Linked DNA regions of Arabidopsis thaliana: region 1 is linked to region 2. The links are chromatin contacts, called in public ChIA-PET maps. All regions are on one chromosome and are shown on one strand. The core of a region is the stretch at or near the end of the contact, and the rest is flanking DNA. Distances in the headings are between cores, read along the strand shown.

Region 1 (6,510 bases), core at 2,083-4,582, 33 kb before region 2:
GTTGTTGCAGCTGCTGCGTTTGAAAGAAACGGTTCTCCTCTCCCAACAAAACCGCAACTTGATATGATCTTAGTAGAGAAAGATTCATGGATTTCAACTGAAGATAATGACTCAGAGATTCGTTTATTGAATTCAAGAACCAACGGAAACGTTCATCACAAGTCTCCGAAACTAGCTCTATTCGCAACAAACATCACAAATTCGGAGTTCGACAGAGCTAAATCCGCAGGATTTGCAGATACGGTAATAATGAAACCGTTAAGAGCAAGCATGATTGGGGCGTGTCTGCAACAAGTTCTCGAGCTGAGAAAAACAAGACAACAACATCCAGAAGGATCATCACCCGCAACTCTCAAGAGCTTGCTTACAGGGAAGAAGATTCTTGTGGTTGATGATAATATAGTTAACAGGAGAGTAGCTGCAGGAGCTCTCAAGAAATTTGGAGCAGAAGTGGTTTGTGCAGAGAGTGGTCAAGTTGCTTTGGGTTTGCTTCAGATTCCACACACTTTCGATGCTTGCTTCATGGATATTCAAATGCCACAGATGGACGGGTAACTAAATCACAACTAATACTATTTTTGGATTATTCGGTTTTTGAATTGTTCGGTATGAAAAATTTCCCGCCAAATTATAACTGACTTGGTTTGGTTCGGATTCGGTTAAAATCTTTTATAAACTTCATTGATTCTCAGATTTGAAGCAACTCGTCAGATAAGAATGATGGAGAAGGAAACTAAAGAGAAGACAAATCTCGAATGGCATTTACCGATTCTAGCGATGACTGCGGATGTGATACACGCGACCTACGAGGAATGTCTGAAAAGTGGGATGGATGGTTACGTCTCCAAACCTTTTGAAGAAGAGAATCTCTATAAATCCGTTGCCAAATCATTCAAACCTAATCCTATCTCACCTTCGTCGTAATCCAATCTTCCGGCGAGTTTTTTTTCTCTCTCCGCAGCCGGAAGAGTGGACCGATTCTGCTGATTGATATGCATTTTGGTTTCTGTACATACAGTAGGTTCACAATCTAGAGATTTTGAAGGTTTTTTTTTCTTTCACCGAAGTAATGTAGCTTGCCATGACTAGTGTATGTTGTTAAACGACAACGTCTAAGACGACGGTTCAGTGTTGATCTTAGCGTAAGTATTAATCCCACGGGATCGTTTGTACTGTATCAGATTTGGTTAGTCGTTTAAACATTGTAATGTTCTAATAATAACTTTTCCATATATAACATCTTCTTATAACTTGAGACGAGACCATTTTGATTCATCTTTTGAGCTTGTTTAGCAACCAAATCGGTTAGCTAGTTGAACGAAGATCAGAGAAAGAGCTCAAACAACTCTTCATTAGCTATAGCTCAGTCGACGACTTGAGCTTTCAAACAACAGAAACAGAGCAAAGCTTAAAAACGACTGCGTTTTACTATTGGTTCGTCGATCTCACTAAACCGAGTGAGATAACCAAAGCCAATCAACAACCCTTTAATCGGATCTCTCGATGTAATCTATAAAGGATGAGAAGAATTAGGAACTTGTCCAAGAAGAGTATATAGAAAATATCTGACTTTTTGTTTGTTTTTTATATACTCTATCGACTTATTTTATCAGTTTCAGTAGGAACGCAACGAAATACTACAGAATGAATTTCTCCCGATTTAGGTAGAATTGGATCACCACACTGTTAGGTTCTAATTTGAAATGCCTTCCGACTAATACCAAGGATAATCATACCGTCTGCATTTCTAACTACCAAATAAATTAATTGGACCAAATCACAACTGAGAGACTTTCTAAACAAATTTGTTATTGTTTTCATGAAAAATCAAACTCAGGTATAGGAGTTAAAGTTTCCTTGTGCCACTACACCAAAGAGGTTTGGACAAATATCTGATTTTTAGAATTATTGAGAATTTAAGAAATGATTGAAAAAAGAAGTAAGTGAAATAAATGTGGTTGATGTGTGACCGTAACGAACAGCAAAGTGGACTAGTTGTTGTTGTCACGTAATCTTTCTACGTACACAAGTGTTCGATCTACATTTCGTGCGAGTTTATAGTATATGGTTGGTGCGTATAATACACCAATCTTTAGCTACTTTTACTATTTTTCTATAAGATTAACAACAACAATATACATGTCCCAATTTCTACATATCGTACTATAACTATTTTTAAAATAGTATAGTTATAATATTTATTACTAGTGAATAAAAACAGACATTCAATACCATAAGAAGAAGAATAGTTCTAGGTTAGAGTGAAACTGGTAAGTAATAATAATAACTCTCCAACCTAACAAACATTAAAAATTGTGGTAAACGGCGTAAGATAACGACCGTTAAAAAATCAGCCGAATGAAGATTAATGCGTGGCTAATATGCTCCGGATTTCACGGCGTCTGTCTTTTACAGTTAAAAACTTTTTTGTCGGGACTGCAAAAAAATCACATTTATCTTGTTTGGTCAAAATTAGTCATGAGAAGATTAAGACCATGCAATGCAAAGTACTCATTAATCTTTTAATTTTTTTTATTCAAAGTATATAATTACTCACGAAGTCGTGACACAATGAGTCAAAAAATGAATTAAATAAAACGGTGTAATCTTAAACTGTCTTTAGCACGTTACGATGAAATTTCAATTTTCGACTAATCTTTGACCCTAAACAATAGGTAACCACCGTCACCGTATTAAATGCTTTTTCTATTCTAAGAAATACAGATAAGTTTCCACGTATTGTATTCGTCCCACAAATATTCATAAGGAGGAAATAATATCCTTTTTTTATAGAAGCAAATGGAAATAATGTGAACAAAAATCCAAGATCTATTACAAAATAAAATATTTTAAAAATTTAGGAAAGACAATCGATATTATTAGCAGTTTAGTCCGAAAAATGCCGAAATACACTCAATCATAGAGATATTACTTTTATTATTACCAATTTTGACACAAATCAATTGTTAAAACTTCCTAAAAAGTAAAATTCTCTAATTGAATATATAAATAAAATATTTCAAACGTGATTTTTATTTACAAACTTTACAAATGTTAATAATATATTCACCTAAACTGAAAACATCTAAATGTCATAAAATTTGTATCTTATTCCTAATTCTGATTTTTTTTTAATATAAAGTTATAAACACAATTAGTAGATAATCTCATTATTCATAATTATGGATTATTCGGCGATTTTCACTATTGTTTTTCACCACTAATTATGCCACCTTGCCAGCTGTATTCACACACACACACACACTCTACACAAGCAAAACTTAAAGTATGCATTTTTATTAATTATGGTTCATCCATTTTATTACAGAAGAATAAATATTTCATTTGAATGAGAATAATAAATAAAAAGGCAATGCTTTTATGATCCTCTTACCTTTAATCTTCTTCGTCTCTCTATCTTCCTCGATCTCCGCCGATTCCTTCGTCTTTCCCTTTCCTCTCTGTAAACCTTTTCTTCTTCTTCTTCTTCAATGCCTCCCTAAAACCCTAGACTCAGAATTCTCAAAGGCGACACCTTTAACCTCCTCCACTCTGTTTCTTTCTCCAACAAAAAATGTCAAATTCCCATTTGGGTACTCTCTGTTTCATCATCTCTTTACTGGGTTTGGCCAATTTCTCACTTTCTCAAACCGGTCTCGATGATTCGACTATGCAATCTCTCAAATCAAGTCTGAATCTTACATCAGACGTCGATTGGTCTAACCCTAACCCTTGTAAATGGCAATCTGTTCAATGCGATGGAAGTAATCGTGTTACTAAGATTCAGCTTAAACAAAAAGGGATTCGTGGAACTCTTCCTACTAATCTTCAGAGTCTCTCTGAATTGGTTATTCTCGAGCTTTTTCTCAATCGTATCTCTGGTCCTATTCCTGATCTCTCTGGCTTATCTCGTTTACAGACTCTGAATCTACACGACAATCTTTTTACCTCTGTACCGAAGAATCTCTTCTCTGGTATGAGTTCTCTTCAAGAAATGTATCTCGAGAACAATCCGTTTGATCCTTGGGTAATTCCAGACACCGTTAAAGAAGCTACGTCTCTGCAGAATCTAACTCTCTCCAATTGCAGCATTATTGGAAAGATCCCAGATTTCTTCGGTTCTCAGTCACTTCCGAGCTTGACGAATCTGAAACTATCTCAGAATGGTTTAGAAGGAGAGTTACCGATGAGTTTTGCTGGTACTTCGATTCAGTCTCTGTTCTTGAATGGTCAGAAGCTTAATGGATCGATCTCGGTATTGGGGAACATGACTTCGCTCGTTGAGGTTTCTCTTCAAGGAAATCAGTTCTCAGGTCCAATTCCTGATCTCTCTGGTTTGGTATCTCTACGTGTGTTTAATGTTAGAGAGAATCAGCTCACTGGTGTTGTTCCACAGTCTTTGGTTAGTTTGAGTTCGCTTACTACTGTGAATTTAACTAATAATTATCTTCAAGGACCGACTCCGTTGTTTGGCAAATCCGTTGGTGTTGATATAGTCAACAACATGAATAGCTTTTGTACTAATGTAGCTGGTGAGGCTTGTGATCCTCGTGTGGATACTTTGGTATCTGTAGCTGAATCATTTGGATATCCAGTGAAGCTTGCGGAAAGTTGGAAAGGAAACAATCCTTGTGTTAACTGGGTTGGGATTACTTGTTCTGGAGGTAACATTACGGTTGTTAATATGAGGAAACAGGATCTCTCGGGTACGATTTCTCCGAGTTTAGCTAAGCTTACTTCATTGGAGACTATCAATCTTGCTGATAATAAACTCTCCGGGCATATACCTGATGAGCTTACCACATTGTCTAAGCTTAGGTTACTTGATGTGTCTAACAACGATTTTTATGGAATACCGCCAAAGTTTCGGGATACTGTGACTTTGGTGACTGAAGGGAACGCTAACATGGGGAAGAATGGACCTAACAAAACGAGTGATGCTCCTGGAGCTTCACCAGGAAGTAAACCTTCAGGAGGAAGTGATGGCAGTGAAACTTCTAAGAAATCAAGCAATGTCAAGATTATTGTTCCTGTGGTTGGTGGGGTTGTTGGTGCATTGTGTTTGGTTGGGCTTGGTGTGTGTCTTTATGCGAAGAAAAGGAAGCGACCTGCTAGAGTTCAAAGTCCAAGCAGCAACATGGTTATTCATCCGCATCATTCGGGTGACAACGATGACATTAAACTCACTGTTGCAGCTTCTAGTCTTAACAGTGGTGGAGGAAGTGATAGCTACAGTCACAGCGGAAGTGCAGCGAGTGATATTCACGTTGTTGAAGCTGGGAACTTGGTTATATCGATACAGGTCTTGAGGAATGTGACGAATAACTTCAGCGAAGAGAATATTCTCGGGAGAGGTGGTTTCGGGACAGTTTACAAAGGCGAACTCCACGATGGAACAAAAATAGCTGTGAAGAGAATGGAGTCTTCGGTTGTGAGTGATAAGGGACTTACTGAGTTTAAATCTGAGATCACTGTTCTGACTAAAATGCGTCATCGTCATCTCGTTGCGCTTCTCGGTTACTGCCTTGACGGGAACGAGAGGCTTCTTGTCTACGAGTACATGCCACAGGGGACACTAAGTCAGCATTTGTTCCACTGGAAAGAGGAAGGGCGAAAACCGTTAGACTGGACTAGACGGCTGGCGATTGCATTGGATGTAGCTCGAGGTGTCGAGTATCTGCACACACTTGCGCATCAGAGCTTTATCCATAGGGATCTAAAGCCATCAAACATCCTTCTTGGTGATGATATGCGCGCTAAAGTCTCTGACTTTGGGTTAGTACGTTTAGCCCCTGATGGCAAATACTCCATTGAGACTCGAGTAGCTGGGACTTTCGGATACCTTGCCCCAGAATACGCAGGTTTGTACTTACCCAAATTTTAAAGTCTCTGCCTTTCAATTGATTTGCACTTGCCCAGTGTCAAAGTTTCATACTTTGGCCGTTTTGCACTTAAATTTTCATGCTTTGATCTTATTGCATTTTCCTAAATGTTATAGTTTCATCCTTTGATCGTTTGGCAATTGTTCTATACTCTGATTTTGGCAGTGACGGGAAGAGTGACGACCAAGGTAGACATTTTCAGCCTTGGGGTCATACTTATGGAGCTAATCACTGGTCGTAAAGCCCTAGACGAGACGCAACCCGAAGACAGCGTCCATCTAGTCACATGGTTCCGTCGGGTAGCAGCCAGCAAAGACGAAAATGCCTTCAAAAACGCAATAGACCCAAACATCAGCCTCGACGACGATACCGTAGCCAGTATTGAAAAAGTCTGGGAGCTTGCTGGTCATTGCTGTGCCCGTGAGCCTTACCAAAGACCTGACATGGCTCACATCGTTAACGTCCTTTCTTCACTCACCGTCCAATGGAAACCAACTGAGACCGACCCTGATGACGTCTATGGGATAGACTACGATATGCCGCTTCCGCAGGTGCTTAAGAAATGGCAAGCTTTCGAGGGACTAAGCCAGACCGCGGATGACTCGGGATCTTCGTCTTCGGCTTATGG
Region 2 (6,615 bases), core at 1,462-3,961:
GTTGCATTTCTCCCTGTCCAAAAAGAAACAGGAAAATGGTTAAAGAATGCACTTACTCAAGTTACAATGGTTCCTGTGAATATGAATCACAACTCGAAGCAGTAACAGAAGCCCAAAAATAAAATATCAAAAGTAACCTGCAGAAATCTTCGTTCTTCGAGCCATTGCTTCACAGGCATCACTTTATCGCTACCATCTTTCCACTCATTTGCCACTACAGTTGCAACCCTGCTTGCACTTACTTTGGCACGAGCCAGTTCCCGATCAAGGATTCTCCTCTCTTCCTAATGAAAGGATTAATGGCCATAGCTATGATTAGCACAGGAATTGAATTTTAAGTACAAGGGTAGCAATAGGCTAATGAGGCACTAAACGTGTAATTTAATTATTACATTCATTTCTTGAAATTTCCTCTGGTAATCTCTCACTGCATTTGCAGCTGTACCACCAGCAAGAACAGCTTCTTCAAGCTCCCGTACGGTCTGGGTAAACTTTTCAACTTCTGCAACCTTTTGTCTGTGCAACTTGTCCAAAATTCTGTTCTCTTCCTAATTTGAACAATCGATAAACAAGGCATGCTCACGAAAACGAAGGAGAGAGATCCAGGAATTTATAGTACTGCTGGGTAAAGGAGGCGAAAGTGATACCTGACAAATTTCTATCTGTTTCATTAGCTCTTGGTTTTTATTCTGGAGGTCATCAACCATTGAAGCCTTTGCAAGAGCAGACTGAACAGTTCTTTCAGCATCAAGCAAAGCTGCTTCCTTCGACTTGGTTAGACGGTCCAATGCTCTGTTGTCATCTTGAAGTTTAACAATCTACAAATGAAGAATGCAATGCCCAGTTATTAAAAAGGTTCCAAGACTCAATAAGCAAGGAAATAAGAGATATAGTTGATTGAAAGGAAGTAAAATACTTCATGTCTCGCCAACTTGAGTTCAGCCTCTAAAGGAGCGAGAATAGCTTCAATAGGAGGCATATCGTCATCCTTTTGAGCAGCATGAACCCTTCGAAGAGTGGCTTCTGCAGCAAATTGAGCTGCCATTGAAGCCCTTTTTTCTTCGTTTATTTTCTTGATTTCAAGGTTCTGTGACAAGATGCGATATCATCAAATACAGAATCCAGAAAAATAAAAGAGATTGGAAAATGAAAAGCAACTGAGAAACATTGCAAACATACTTTACTGTCAAGAAGGTTTTCAGTTAGTTTGAGCTTCTCCGACATCTTTCCCAACTCTTCAGTAAGCTTAAACAATCAAATGAAAGAGTAGAGCGTCAGAATATACAAAGATGGATAAAAAAAGATGATTTATGTGACCTAATATATAAACTTCATATAAGATTTTGCAGGCATGAACACAATTTTTTCTCGCAAAGCATTTCAAGATCTAGCTATAAACAATAATGAAAGCCAAATCATAATACATCTTCTTAAGACAAGGATTCAGGAATATGTATATGCTTCGTGGAGCGACTGACCACAGGCCAAACAAGAGTGAAACCAGGCTTACAAAGGAACGGTAACAGAAAAAAACTACAGCCACATATCGGAAAACTAATGAAGGTCTAGAAACGAACCCAAGAGTAATTCAGTTCAACCACCTATACTACATAATGCAACTTGCGCAAAAACTTAGAGCCGAAGGATAACATTTTTCAGAATCTAAATATTGAAATTGTGCTTCACAAATTTAACTTCTTCCTAACCATTGATTAGACCCAAACAAATAATCCATTAAGTCAAGCTATATCTTCAATCTTCTGTTCATGTGAAATATTCAGTTGAATCAAGTCTAATCCAAACAACCTTTACAGGACATTGTGAAATGTAAGGAAAAAGACAGATTAAGTGCAGATATTACACTAACCTCTTCAACAGCCTTCTCTCTTTGCCGTTCAGACAACCTCAATGCTTTGATCTCAGCTTGGGATTCAGACAACTCCCGATCTTTATCTGAGCACCAAAAAGTCAAAGTTTAAAACCAAGAAATGACATTCATGCACGTACGGAAAAGTTCAAACATATATCCAAAAACCTAATTATACCAAATTACAAAATCAAAAATGTCAACGGAAACTTGAAATCAACCAATAGAATAAAACAGATCGAGAATCATAGAGTACCTCTGACATCGTTCTCAAGCCTATTAAGCTCAACTTTAACCGGATCTGAGCCATGGAGTAAAGTAATGAACTCATTATCGGCGTCAAAACTCGGCTTCATTGACCTCCGTCGTGTTAAACCCTTACTTCCACCTCCTCCTCCTCCTTCACGGAAAGACGATGACATAGTCAATGACGGTGACGAAATCCTCGCCGTCGTACCAAACTCACTCGCCGTTGGTCTTCCATTGTTAACCTCAAACGCATATCCACCTTCCTCCATTTATTCCCGATCTATAAAACCCTTACTTCTCTAATCTACACAGGCATCAAAAGTTCCATATCTATTGAAGTCTCAAATCCATCCACCAGAAACAAAAAAAAAAAATCAACACATACCTAAAATCAGCACATTCTCAAATCGAGAAAGCAAAATGTAGAAATAAGACGCGCAACAACACTGAATCGTCAAGAAGAACTGATGAACCAAAAGTGTTAGGGTTTGAATTCGGCTTCACCGGAGATTCTACAAAAACAAAAGAGAAATAGCAAGTTTTTTTTGGTAGAGAAGGATTTAAAAGAGGTTTATGCTAAGTCACAGCGAGTAGAGAGAGATAATTACCGTTTTCAGATTTTTTTTACATTTTCATGTTTATTTAATAATAAGCTTACAATTAAACGCTGTCGTTTAGAACCGAACGACGGTCTTCTTTAACCTTCTAGGGTTTAAGCCTTCTCCGTTAGATTTAGCTTTGATGTTTAAAAATCTTTTCAAAGTTGTAACCTTTCGAATCTTCTGAAGAAACCCATGTCCATGAATGGTCAGAGAAGCTCTTCAATTTCTTTCTCGCCTGAGAAAATCCTCGAATCTCCCAGACCCATTCACCTGCAACAAGCATATTCATCAGCTAATCAATTCCAATTGCGGCATTCTATCTCTCAAATTCTTAGCTTACTTAGTCTCCAGAGGTTACACTCCTCATCGTTCTTCATTCAATTCGGTCGTATCGTTTGTTTGTAAACTAGGGCAAGTTAAATTCGCTGAAGATATCGTTCACTCGATGCCTAGATTCGGGTGTGAACCAGATGTTATATCTTATAACTCTCTCATTGATGGGCATTGTAGAAATGGAGATATCAGAAGTGCTAGTTTGGTTTTAGAGAGTTTAAGAGCCTCTCATGGGTTTATCTGCAAGCCTGACATAGTTAGTTTTAATTCTCTGTTTAATGGGTTTAGCAAGATGAAGATGTTAGATGAGGTTTTTGTGTATATGGGTGTTATGTTGAAGTGTTGTTCGCCGAATGTTGTTACTTATAGTACTTGGATCGACACGTTCTGCAAATCCGGGGAGTTGCAGTTGGCGTTGAAGAGTTTTCACTCTATGAAGAGAGATGCTTTATCTCCAAATGTGGTTACTTTCACTTGTTTGATTGATGGGTACTGTAAAGCTGGTGACTTGGAGGTTGCGGTTTCGTTATACAAAGAAATGAGACGCGTTCGGATGTCTTTGAATGTTGTTACTTATACTGCTTTGATAGATGGTTTCTGCAAGAAGGGGGAAATGCAGAGAGCTGAGGAAATGTATTCAAGGATGGTCGAGGATAGAGTTGAGCCAAACTCTCTTGTATACACTACGATTATCGATGGTTTTTTTCAGAGAGGAGATTCGGATAATGCCATGAAGTTTCTGGCCAAAATGCTCAATCAAGGGATGAGACTTGATATAACAGCTTACGGCGTAATCATATCAGGCCTTTGTGGTAATGGTAAACTAAAGGAGGCAACTGAGATTGTAGAAGATATGGAGAAAAGTGATTTAGTTCCTGATATGGTGATTTTTACTACAATGATGAATGCATATTTTAAATCCGGACGCATGAAGGCTGCGGTTAACATGTACCACAAATTAATTGAGAGAGGCTTTGAGCCCGATGTTGTAGCTCTTTCGACTATGATCGATGGGATTGCGAAGAATGGACAACTACATGAAGCTATAGTTTATTTCTGTATAGAGAAAGCTAATGATGTTATGTACACTGTGCTTATTGATGCTTTGTGCAAAGAAGGAGACTTTATAGAAGTTGAGAGATTGTTTAGTAAAATCTCAGAGGCTGGACTTGTTCCAGATAAGTTCATGTACACTTCTTGGATAGCTGGTTTGTGTAAGCAAGGGAATTTGGTGGATGCGTTTAAGTTAAAAACCAGAATGGTTCAGGAAGGTCTTTTGCTTGATTTGTTAGCCTATACTACATTGATTTACGGGCTAGCTAGCAAGGGTTTGATGGTTGAGGCAAGACAAGTTTTCGATGAAATGTTGAATAGCGGAATAAGTCCTGATTCGGCTGTTTTTGATCTCTTGATTAGAGCTTATGAAAAGGAGGGAAACATGGCCGCTGCTTCGGATTTGCTTCTTGATATGCAGAGAAGGGGGCTTGTAACAGCAGTAAGTGATGCGGATTGCAGCAAACAGTGTGGCAATGAAGTGAACTGTTCGTGAACTTTCTTATGATTTGAGCTATGACTATGAGCATCAGCTGTATTCTCAAATATGGGCAAATATAGAAAAGGGCATTTGTAAAGTGTGATCTTTTACATTTAAAATGGATGCTTTTAACAAAAGACACATGACTTTGATAGTTATGTAAATAAATATATACAGAAGCTTTTTAATTGAGGAAATGGAATCTGTTTCTATATGTGCAGAATCTTATTCCCTCTGGTTGGTTGAGTTTTGTCTTCAAGATTGATCAGTGGTTCCTTTAAGAATGTTGTATTTGCAAAGAGGGCATGTTGCTCTCATCTTAAGCCATTTCACAATACAAGTCGAATGAAAATGGTGGTTACAAGGAAGAGCATGAAGCTCTGCGCCATCCTCATATGAACTCAGACATATGCAACAATCCTGTTAAGAAAAATCAAGTAGAAGAAGCCTTTGAAACTAAGCAAAAGCAGAGTTCATAAGTAACAAATCGTTGTCAAACTAGATTCGTGTTTACCGCATCCTCAGCAAGCAGTGTTCTTTCAGTTGCTAAGCATAAGCCATTGATCGGTATAGGAACCATTTTACCAGGTCCAGTAATGTTCTTCTCATTGCTATGGAAAGCCTTAAATTTGTACAAGGGAAGAACACCGAGCTCCGCCTCCGATACACCTTCCTGTATAAAACCCGCAAGAAAAGGCGTCTCTAAGTTCTTTAAAGTAGTAGACAACAAAGATCGATGAGATGGCTTCATACCGTTCCAGCAACGGCATAAAGAAGAGCAATTATGCAAGGAAGACAGCAACAAAGAGCTATTCCAACAAGGCAAGCCAAAACAACACAGAAAACAGCAAAGAAGACGTCAATCGCCAGGAAAATCACCGATAACCTGCGAAAAAAAACCCGTAAGATTTGGGAAACACACAAAAGCAATTCTTAGCTTTTGAATGAGCAATATGTTACCAGTAAAGATTAGGAGCTTCTCCTAAAAGCTTATCACCACCTTCAACAACCCAGTAGAATCCAATTATCCACCATATGAATGATATCACTGTGTTTATCGACTCACATCTCTTCACAAAACTGATTACAATAAAACATCAATTTCATAATCATAAAACCATGAAATTGAGATTTTTCAATAACCAAAACCTGTAAGTTGTTGAATTGTCATCACTGTCTTGTTCATAATCATACTCAATGTTGTAATCTTCATGATCATAAGACTCCAAATCCCTAGCTCTACGAGTTGAGTTTCTTCTCCAATACTCAGACCAAACCAAAACCACATGGAACAAACACTGTAACCCATACACACAGATCCAAACCCTAATCGGTTCATTAGGTCTTTCTTCAACGGTACCGACAAGCATAACCGCTGACGCAAGAACTAAAGCAGCGTTCCATAGTATATCAGCAGCAACTACAGGCTTCGAGTAACCCCAATCGATTCGTCTCTCCTCGAGAGCACGCGCCGCTGTTTCTCTAACCAGCATCGACGGTGCTCGGTGGCCGGTGATCCGTCCTAATAGAACGGCGAGAGCTGTAGGTCTGGCTGATGAAGAAGAAGAAGAAAAAGAGCCGTCGTGTCGTGGACGGAGTAGAGGCGCATGTTGATCACGCGCCGCCGTGGAATCTGAAGAATACGATGACATTAGTAACGAAGAGAATTGAGATTCTTCTTTCTCTCTGCTCTAGAAAACGCTAAGCCATGGCGGACAGTTTTAAAAAATGGTTTTAGTTAATTAACATTAATTGAAGATTAGACACAGTCTTATAAGTTAATTATCATTATCACAATAAGTCGTACGTCTTTAACCTTAAAGGATCCGGTTAGGAGTGGCCATTCGGATAAACGGGTCGGATTCGGGTAAAATTCGATCGAATACGGTTTTTCGGGTAGAGAAGTTTAGGATTCTATAGGGTAAATCTAAAATATCGGTTCGTGTATAGATTTTAGGCCTTTTTTAGAACCATACTTGATTTTGCGGGTAAATATGCAAATTTTTCGGATTTCGAATAAAATTTAAATT

What was found. ChIA-PET counts read pairs in DNA pulled down with a chosen protein or histone mark.
Region 1: a contact with region 2 is called in an H3K4me3 ChIA-PET map of shoot, with 13 read pairs. The contact joins the promoter of AT2G01820 here to the promoter of MAP70-3 in region 2. A contact is called at or near these places in 1 of 26 Hi-C or Micro-C datasets (shoot) and 1 of 2 datasets of contacts at active chromatin or transcription factors (shoot).

The regions. Positions count from the first base shown.
Region 1 is chr2:357,746-364,255 of TAIR10.1, reverse strand. AT2G01820 (Leucine-rich repeat protein kinase family protein) reads left to right here and starts at 3,332. Exons shown (of 2, transcript NM_126243.4): 1 at 3,332-5,861; 2 at 6,048-6,510. The coding sequence starts at 3,575. It overlaps WOL (CHASE domain containing histidine kinase protein), which reads left to right. Exons shown (of 11, transcript NM_201667.1): 10 at 1-551; 11 at 693-1,273. The coding sequence ends at 924.
Region 2 is chr2:324,121-330,735 of TAIR10.1, reverse strand. It overlaps MAP70-3 (microtubule-associated proteins 70-3), which reads right to left and starts at 2,711. Exons shown (of 12, transcript NM_126236.4): 1 at 2,502-2,711; 2 at 2,124-2,420; 3 at 1,868-1,953; 4 at 1,180-1,245; 5 at 917-1,087; 6 at 648-818; 7 at 393-548; 8 at 138-284; 9 at 1-13. The coding sequence starts at 2,385. AT2G01740 (Tetratricopeptide repeat (TPR)-like superfamily protein) reads left to right here and starts at 2,861. Exons shown (of 1, transcript NM_126235.2): 1 at 2,861-4,600. The coding sequence starts at 2,921. The coding sequence ends at 4,600. RIE1 (RING-finger protein for embryogenesi) reads right to left here and starts at 6,371. Exons shown (of 5, transcript NM_179593.4): 1 at 5,735-6,371; 2 at 5,546-5,665; 3 at 5,339-5,471; 4 at 5,100-5,258; 5 at 4,642-5,005. The coding sequence starts at 6,237. The coding sequence ends at 4,841.